Linked DNA regions of Anas platyrhynchos: region 2 is linked to region 1. Evidence: chromatin contacts called from public Hi-C data. All regions are on one chromosome and are shown on one strand. Each heading gives the region's core, a stretch centred on a gene start, on an enhancer-like site or on the middle of the called end of the contact. The rest is flanking DNA. Distances are from core to core; before and after follow the strand shown.

The links. Hi-C and Micro-C count contacts between places; a contact is called where the count stands out from the background.
Region 2: a Hi-C map of skeletal muscle shows a contact between it and region 1, with 2.9 times the contacts expected there. The contact joins two enhancer-like sites. A contact is called at or near these places in 3 of 8 Hi-C or Micro-C datasets (liver, skeletal muscle and subcutaneous adipose tissue).

What each region holds. Positions count from the first base shown.
Region 1 is chr14:12,089,599-12,092,800 of IASCAAS_PekinDuck_T2T, reverse strand. No RefSeq gene overlaps it. Among named protein-coding and RNA genes, the nearest start is that of PSD2, 71 kb to the right of the region's middle. Within about 2 kb of position 1,505, at least 2 of the 8 cell types and tissues checked have an H3K27ac peak or open chromatin away from gene starts, as enhancers often do.
Region 2 is chr14:12,210,691-12,213,892 of IASCAAS_PekinDuck_T2T, reverse strand. The region is part of intron 2 of NDUFA2 (NADH:ubiquinone oxidoreductase subunit A2); the gene reads left to right. Among named protein-coding and RNA genes, the nearest start is that of CXXC5, 26 kb to the right of the region's middle. Within about 2 kb of position 1,727, at least 3 of the 8 cell types and tissues checked have an H3K27ac peak or open chromatin away from gene starts, as enhancers often do.

The sequences.
Region 1 (3,202 bases), core at 256-2,755:
CGAGGCGGTGTGTGTGGGGCAGGGATCAGGACAGGGGGAGACACGGGGACAAGGGGTGCTTAGGAAGGGAGCAGGGGGCTGTGCTGTGCTGGCAGCTGGTCCCTGACTCTCCCTGCCCATGTCCCATCCACCCGGAATAGAAACCCTGGCTGGTTCTTCTGGCTGAGTCATCCCCAGGTCTATCAGCCTGGCTGCAAAATTAAATTCAAAGCTCGTCTTTTTAACACGAAGATCACTTACATCCAGCTGCACGAGCCGCGGCCCCTTTAGGATTTAATAATAAAATGAATGCCCATGACCTGACTGTTTGCTCACGCCTGGATCTTCCTTGATGGATGAACAGAAATTGCTCCCTGGCTCGGGTCATCCGCAGTAAAAATCGCCAGTCGATTGCCGGGCCCTCCCTCGGCTCCTCCGCGTTCAGGGCTCACTGGCTTCGTTTGGGACCTGGCTTGAAACGGATAATCAATAATAATCAGGCTCGACGCTGTGACGGCACCTTTGATCCAAGGATCTCGCAGCACTTTGCAGCGGATAATGAACGGAGCCCCTCTGTGAGGCAGGCAGGAACGTCTGCATTTTATGAGGGGGAACAGAGCCCAAGGACGGGCTGACCCCGCTGCTTGCCAGCTCTGTCCTGCTCGTCATCCCACATGGGGATGCCTGCTTTAGTGCATCCCGACCCCAGAGAGTCACAGGAGGATGGAGCCAAATGTCTGTGGGGCTCATTCCCAATGACTTGTGGGTCTGGTTCCTTCCTGAGGCAGCTTGAGCTGCCCTGCCAACAAAGCTATTTTGGGAAAAGAAGTGCGGATTTGGGTCTCAGCCTGGCAGGGAGCAGAGCAGCCCTGGGATGCAGTACATTCCCATGGGGAAGGCAGGACTCTGCTCCTCCTGCCCCAAATTAAAGCTCATGGCTGACGTACACAGCGCAGGCTGCAGCTCCGCTGCATCAGCCTGCAGGTGTAGCACCGGGGAGCAGCTCTGCCTGGGGCTCCCGGGGGCCCAGCACAAAGCCGGTGCCATGCCCAGGGCTGGAGAAAGGCTGGGAACAACTGATAAAGCCACTGGATCTCCAACCTGGTCTTCCTTGAGGACACCCCGGCAGCACGAGCTACTTTTGCTCCCTGGGTCATTTGCACTGCCTGAGCTGCGGTGACACCAGCCCCTCGGCTTCATGCTGTCCCCCCAAAACCCCCCAGCCCCACGGTGGCCTCGGGGATCCGGGGTGGCTCTGTGGGGACAGCGACCACGCTTTGGGCGAGCTCTGCAGGGCTGATGGCACGGACCTCCACGTGTCCCCCACGGTCGCGTGTTGGTGACAGGGGTGTCCCGGCGGTGTCCTCTGTGCACTGCACGGCCGGGACCGCGTCCTGCCCCCGCAGGGCTGTGTCCCCGCGGCCGGGAGGTGCCGGCTGGGGGTGGCCGTGGGGATGTCCCCCCCCCCGGTGTCCCCCGGCTGCGCCCCGCCGGGCCGCGCGGCTCTGCCGGTGTCGCAGCGCCACCCCTTGCCTCCCGGGGAAAGTGCCCCTGGGCTTCGGCTGCACTCTCCAGCAATTAAGGGACCGAGGTATTAATTGTTTGTACTGCGAGCATCTCCAAGGTCACCTGAAAGCCCGGGCAAGGGAAGCAGCCGCCCCCAGCGGTCCCTGCCACCCGCCCAAGGGAAGGGTCCCCAGCAGGGACTGGTCCCCAGACCCGGAGCCCCTGGCCCTCAGCATCCTCCCTGCAAGAGGACCATAGGGAACCCCAGCATGGGATGGGTGCGATGTGAGTTGGGTGCTGGTCCCGAGTCGGAAACATGCCCTTTGCTGGCGATTAAAAGAAAACCAGGCTGAGCGCATCGCCCTGCCAGCACCAGCAGCCAGCTCGTGCCTCCCCGCAGCCGCCTGCATCCGCGCTGCCCTGCCTTTGTCTCACGCTCAGCCGCGCTTCCAGTCTTCAAAGTGTTAAAACTTTTCAGTGTGTGCTGCAGATCCCTTGCCTGCAGCCTCCTGCCCTGAGTCAAATTAATCATGTACTGGGAAACACAGCAGGCATGTACTAGCCCTGGGCATGGTGTATCACGTACTTTCTGGAATCTGTCACATGGGGAGCTTTCTGTTTTAGGCTCAATTGATCCTTTCTCGGTTTGATACTGTGTTTAATTGTGAGATGGGGCTGTGTGTTTTTGCTTCAGCCGAACTTAAAGGGCCGCTCTTCCCAGCCTTGTTTTCAGATGTCCGCAAGAACAGACCGCCGCTGTCTCCTCACCCAAACAAAAAGCCTTTCTCTCCCCACACACAATATCCCCTCTGTATTGTCCACAACAAAGAGCAGGGCTAAATTAATTTTAGGTCCAGCTCTTTTAACGTGGGGCTGGGGAGGGGAGGTGATTTGATTGCTGCAGCTGATGGTTCAAACAACATAGGCGAGAGGTGGGAGAGGTGGCCCCGGGCCGCTGGGCGCTGCCTGGGCGGCAGTGAGGGGGGACGTGCCTGCACCCCGGGGGGGGACACGCCTGGCCCCGGGGGCCCCAGCACGAGGTGAGCTGACCAGAGCAGAGCCTGGCCCTGCAGCCCTGCTGCATTGCCCCAGGCTGGGAGCAAAGCCCCTGCTGAGCCCACCTGGGCTTTCTCTCCAGAGGAGGGTGGACAGAGCAGTCCAAGGATGCTGGGTGTGACAGAAAGTGCCTGTAACCCTAAAAGTGACCCCGAAAGTGGCTTGTGTATCCCTCTGGACTTCTAGAGAGCTGTAGTGGAGTGATTTTTTCATCCTGTCTGCGCACAAAAGATTTTAAGAACCAAGCAAAAAATGGAGCATCCCTTCAAAACTGGATGAAAAGGGAAAATAAACACTTTTTGTGTGTTTTTCTCTCTGAAAAGGCTTATCTGGAGCAGTCAATGCAGGCAGCTGTGCGCCATAGCATGAAATGCAACCTGCTTGGCTTGGGAGAAGGCCTCCATGAGGTCTCCTGGCCACCGGTGTGACCGGGACCAGTGGTGGACCCCCATGGCCCCACTCATCCCGTGCTGCGGGGCTCTGCAGGGCTGTGGCTGGAGGAGAGAGCCCAGTGGCTGAGTCCAACTGGTGCCAGGAGTGGAGGGGATGGGTGTGCACGGGGGAGGCGGGACGGGGGAGGGAAGAGGGTTGGTGTGAGCTCATGTGGTGAGCTATGAATTTCAGCAGACACACGGGATCGAAGCGGGAGGAAGGGTTGTGG
Region 2 (3,202 bases), core at 478-2,977, 120 kb before region 1:
GCTGTCAGCACCGTGTGCTTGCCGAGTTAGTGACTGGGATTGACCCCGCTGATTTATCACTGCTGTATAAAGCTGCAACGTGTAAGTTTCTTCTGTTGTAACCCTAAATACCAACATGAAGTGCTCAGTGTTTCAACTTGTGATCCCTTCTTGGAAAATGCTGGTGGCAGAGCTGTAGGAACTTCCCCTGGTCCGTGGTGGATGCCTCACAGGACGGGCTTCTGCCAAGCAGCCGTTCCTGGGTTCAGTGAGGGGTAATGAACCACAAAGCACTGTGGTTGGAGATGGCATACAAAAGGTAAGCACGGACACTCCGCTGGATCTTCCACATTAAATGCTCAAGTCAAATCTCACCCCGGTTGGGTAACTCAACCCAGCCGTGAGGTGCTGGCTGCTGTAAGGAACATCACTGCGGCTCGTCTCGGCATACCAGAGACCCCTACCCTCACCAGCACCTGCCCTGGTGGTTGTGAGAGGCTGGGACCTGGGTCCTGTCCTGCCGCCAGCACCCGGAGAGGGGACCTGGGGCCTGCTGGGTGCCCTGGAGCAGAGCTGAGGGGTTTGGCCCTGACAAACGCAGGATTTGGGCCTCGCCTGCTTAGCCCCCTTCCTGCTGTGAGGCGGCCACGCAGTGCTGCCCTTCAGCAGCCCACTGCTGGGCACAGAACCCTCCAGGCTACTCCCTATTTCCCCTTATTTCCCCTCATTTCCCCTCATTTCCCCTTATTTCTCCTTATTTCTCCCTATTTCTCCTTATTGCTCCAGCTTTCCTCCTCCTCCAAGCAAGCCCTGATAGCTCTCCTCCTCCAAGAGCCTTCGCCTCCGGGGGGGGGGCCTGGGCCCGGCCCTCTCCCAGGGGCACTGGAGGGGGGTTCCTGGATTGCACCGGCCCCCCCGGGCACTTGCAGCGGGGTCGCAGAGCCCGGGCTGCCCGCGGCCAGCGCCCCCCCCCCGGCCCCGCCGCCGCCGCATCTCGGCGGCCAGGGGGGGGCAGCAAAGGCCCAGGGAAGCGGCGCTGCCCGCGGCCCCCCCGTGACTGAGCGGGGCTCTGCGAGGAGAGGGGGCTCGGGGAAAGCTTTCGGTGGGAGCAAACCTGCTTTGTTTTGGGTTGTTTGGCGTTGTTTTGATTCATTTCACTTAGTTTCACTTAATTTCATTTTATTTCATTGCTTTTCTTTCTTCTTTTTTTTTTTTTTTTAATATTTTTTCCTTTCCTTTCCTTTCCTTTCCTTTCCTTTCCTTTCCTTTCCTTTCCTTTCCTTTCCTTTCCTTTCCTTTCCTTTCCTTTCCTTTCCTTTCCTTTCCTTTCCTTTCCTTTCCTTTCCTTTCCTTTTCCTTTCCTTTTTCTTTTCCCTTTTTTGTTGTTCCATTTTCCCTCTTTTTCTTTTTAACGCATGGGTGGACGCGCTCTTCGATGCTCCAGCGCCCCGAATGACCCCCGGGGGGTCTCCTTGACATGCAGCAGGCTGGACATGCTGGGAGGAATGCATCCCCTCCTGGGGGAAAAAGCAGGAAACCCTCAGGGACAGCTGGGGGGTGCTGTGGGGTGTCCCTGGGGACAGGGGACACAGGCACATTGCCACACTCCCCCCACAGAGCCAGCACCAGTATGGGGGTCCCTGCCCCCCCCCGCTCCCCAGGGCAGCCAGCGGTGCCGGCTGTCCCGCGGCCCCACGCCGCCCATCTGCCGGGCCCGCTGCTGGCAGGAGGCCCCAAGGCCCCGCAGCCATGGCCTGCCGCGGCCCTCACGCCTCCGCTGAGCAGCTGCCGGCCCCGTGGGGCTGGTGGGGACAAACCCAGCCCTGCCCATGCTTTGGGGCCAGCATCCTCCCCACGGGGCCAGGCCGTGCCCCACTCCTGCCCCGCAGCGCCCGCTCTCCCCCCCGGGGCCTGGCTTGCGCCGTGCCCTGCCATCTTGCGCCCGTGAATAATTCACCGCCTCCGTCCCCCGTTGTTTCCCCGCAGGTATTTATAGCCTGCGCTCCTGTCTCCTTGGAGGCGGCGTGCTTCAAGGCGGTGTAAATTTAGCTCCCGCCGTCTCTCACGTGTCGTGCCCTCCAGCCCTTGCGGGTGCCCTTCCACACAGCTCCTGCCCGGCGGGCGCCTCCGCCGCCATGCGGGCACCCCTGGCCCGTGGCATCGCCGCCTGCCCTCACCCCCCCTGGGTGCAGCCCCCACGTCCCGGTGGCACAAACGGGTGGCGAGGTCTCAGCAGACCCCTTGGCTTTGGGGCTGGTGCCTGCCCCTCGCTGCTGTTGTGCTCCCGGCCTGCCCCTCGTGGCCCTCGTGCCGTGCCGTGCCAGCCACGTCCTCCTCCTGCCGCCCGGCCCCAGACACCAGGGCAGCGCCGTCGCCTCCGGCAGCTGCACGGGGCCGCCGAGCCGCTCAGCTGCTGCGGCACGGGGGCTGCTTTGAAATTCCTGGGCTGCCATCTGTGCTATGCAAATCCCCCAATCTGACGGCTGCGTGTGGACCCGCTTCCGGACTCGGCGGCAGGAGCTGTTATTATCTCGCTCCTCCTCCCTTCCAGCACCCAGCGGTGGATTCAGAGCAGCGGGGACATCGCCAGTTCTCATGCAAAGAAGCCAAAAATCCTCTGCAAAAAAAGCTCTTTGCTCTGCCCCAGCTGGGCCGTGGAGTTGAGAGCACAGTGGGTGGGACGCGGGGCCACCGGTCACCTCGAGTCACCGGTGGGTCTGTCGGGAGGACGGGGCTGGTGGCACCCCGTGGGGGTCTGTGCCCCACTGGGAGGGAGCTGGGGGCAAGGCAGGGGGTGGCCATGGGGCTGTGCCCGTGCAGCACCCACGCATCCACTCCCCACCCCAGGGAGCCTGGGAGTCCCCAGCCTGGGGGTAGCGTGACACACAGCACAAACCGTGTCCAAAAAGCAAAACCAAGGCTGCACCCTGCTCTCCCGTATGGAGTTGGTGTGCAACCCCCCCTGAGCAGCTCCTGCCTCAGTTCTCCACCGGTCCAGCACCACGGGGCAGCGCTGGAGGGCGTGGGGATGGCAGCTCTGTGTCCCCACGGGTCACCTTGCCCCTGGGCAGCTGTGGGTAGGGGTGGATGGAGCGGTGCGTGCTCTTTAAATGCTAATCTGGTGGAAAAGCAGCAATTCCCCACCCTGCGCTGAAGCTGCAGCGGCTTACCGGGGTGGCGAGGGGAGGGGGCAGGTTTTGCAGCACGGAGGTAATTAGCGAGC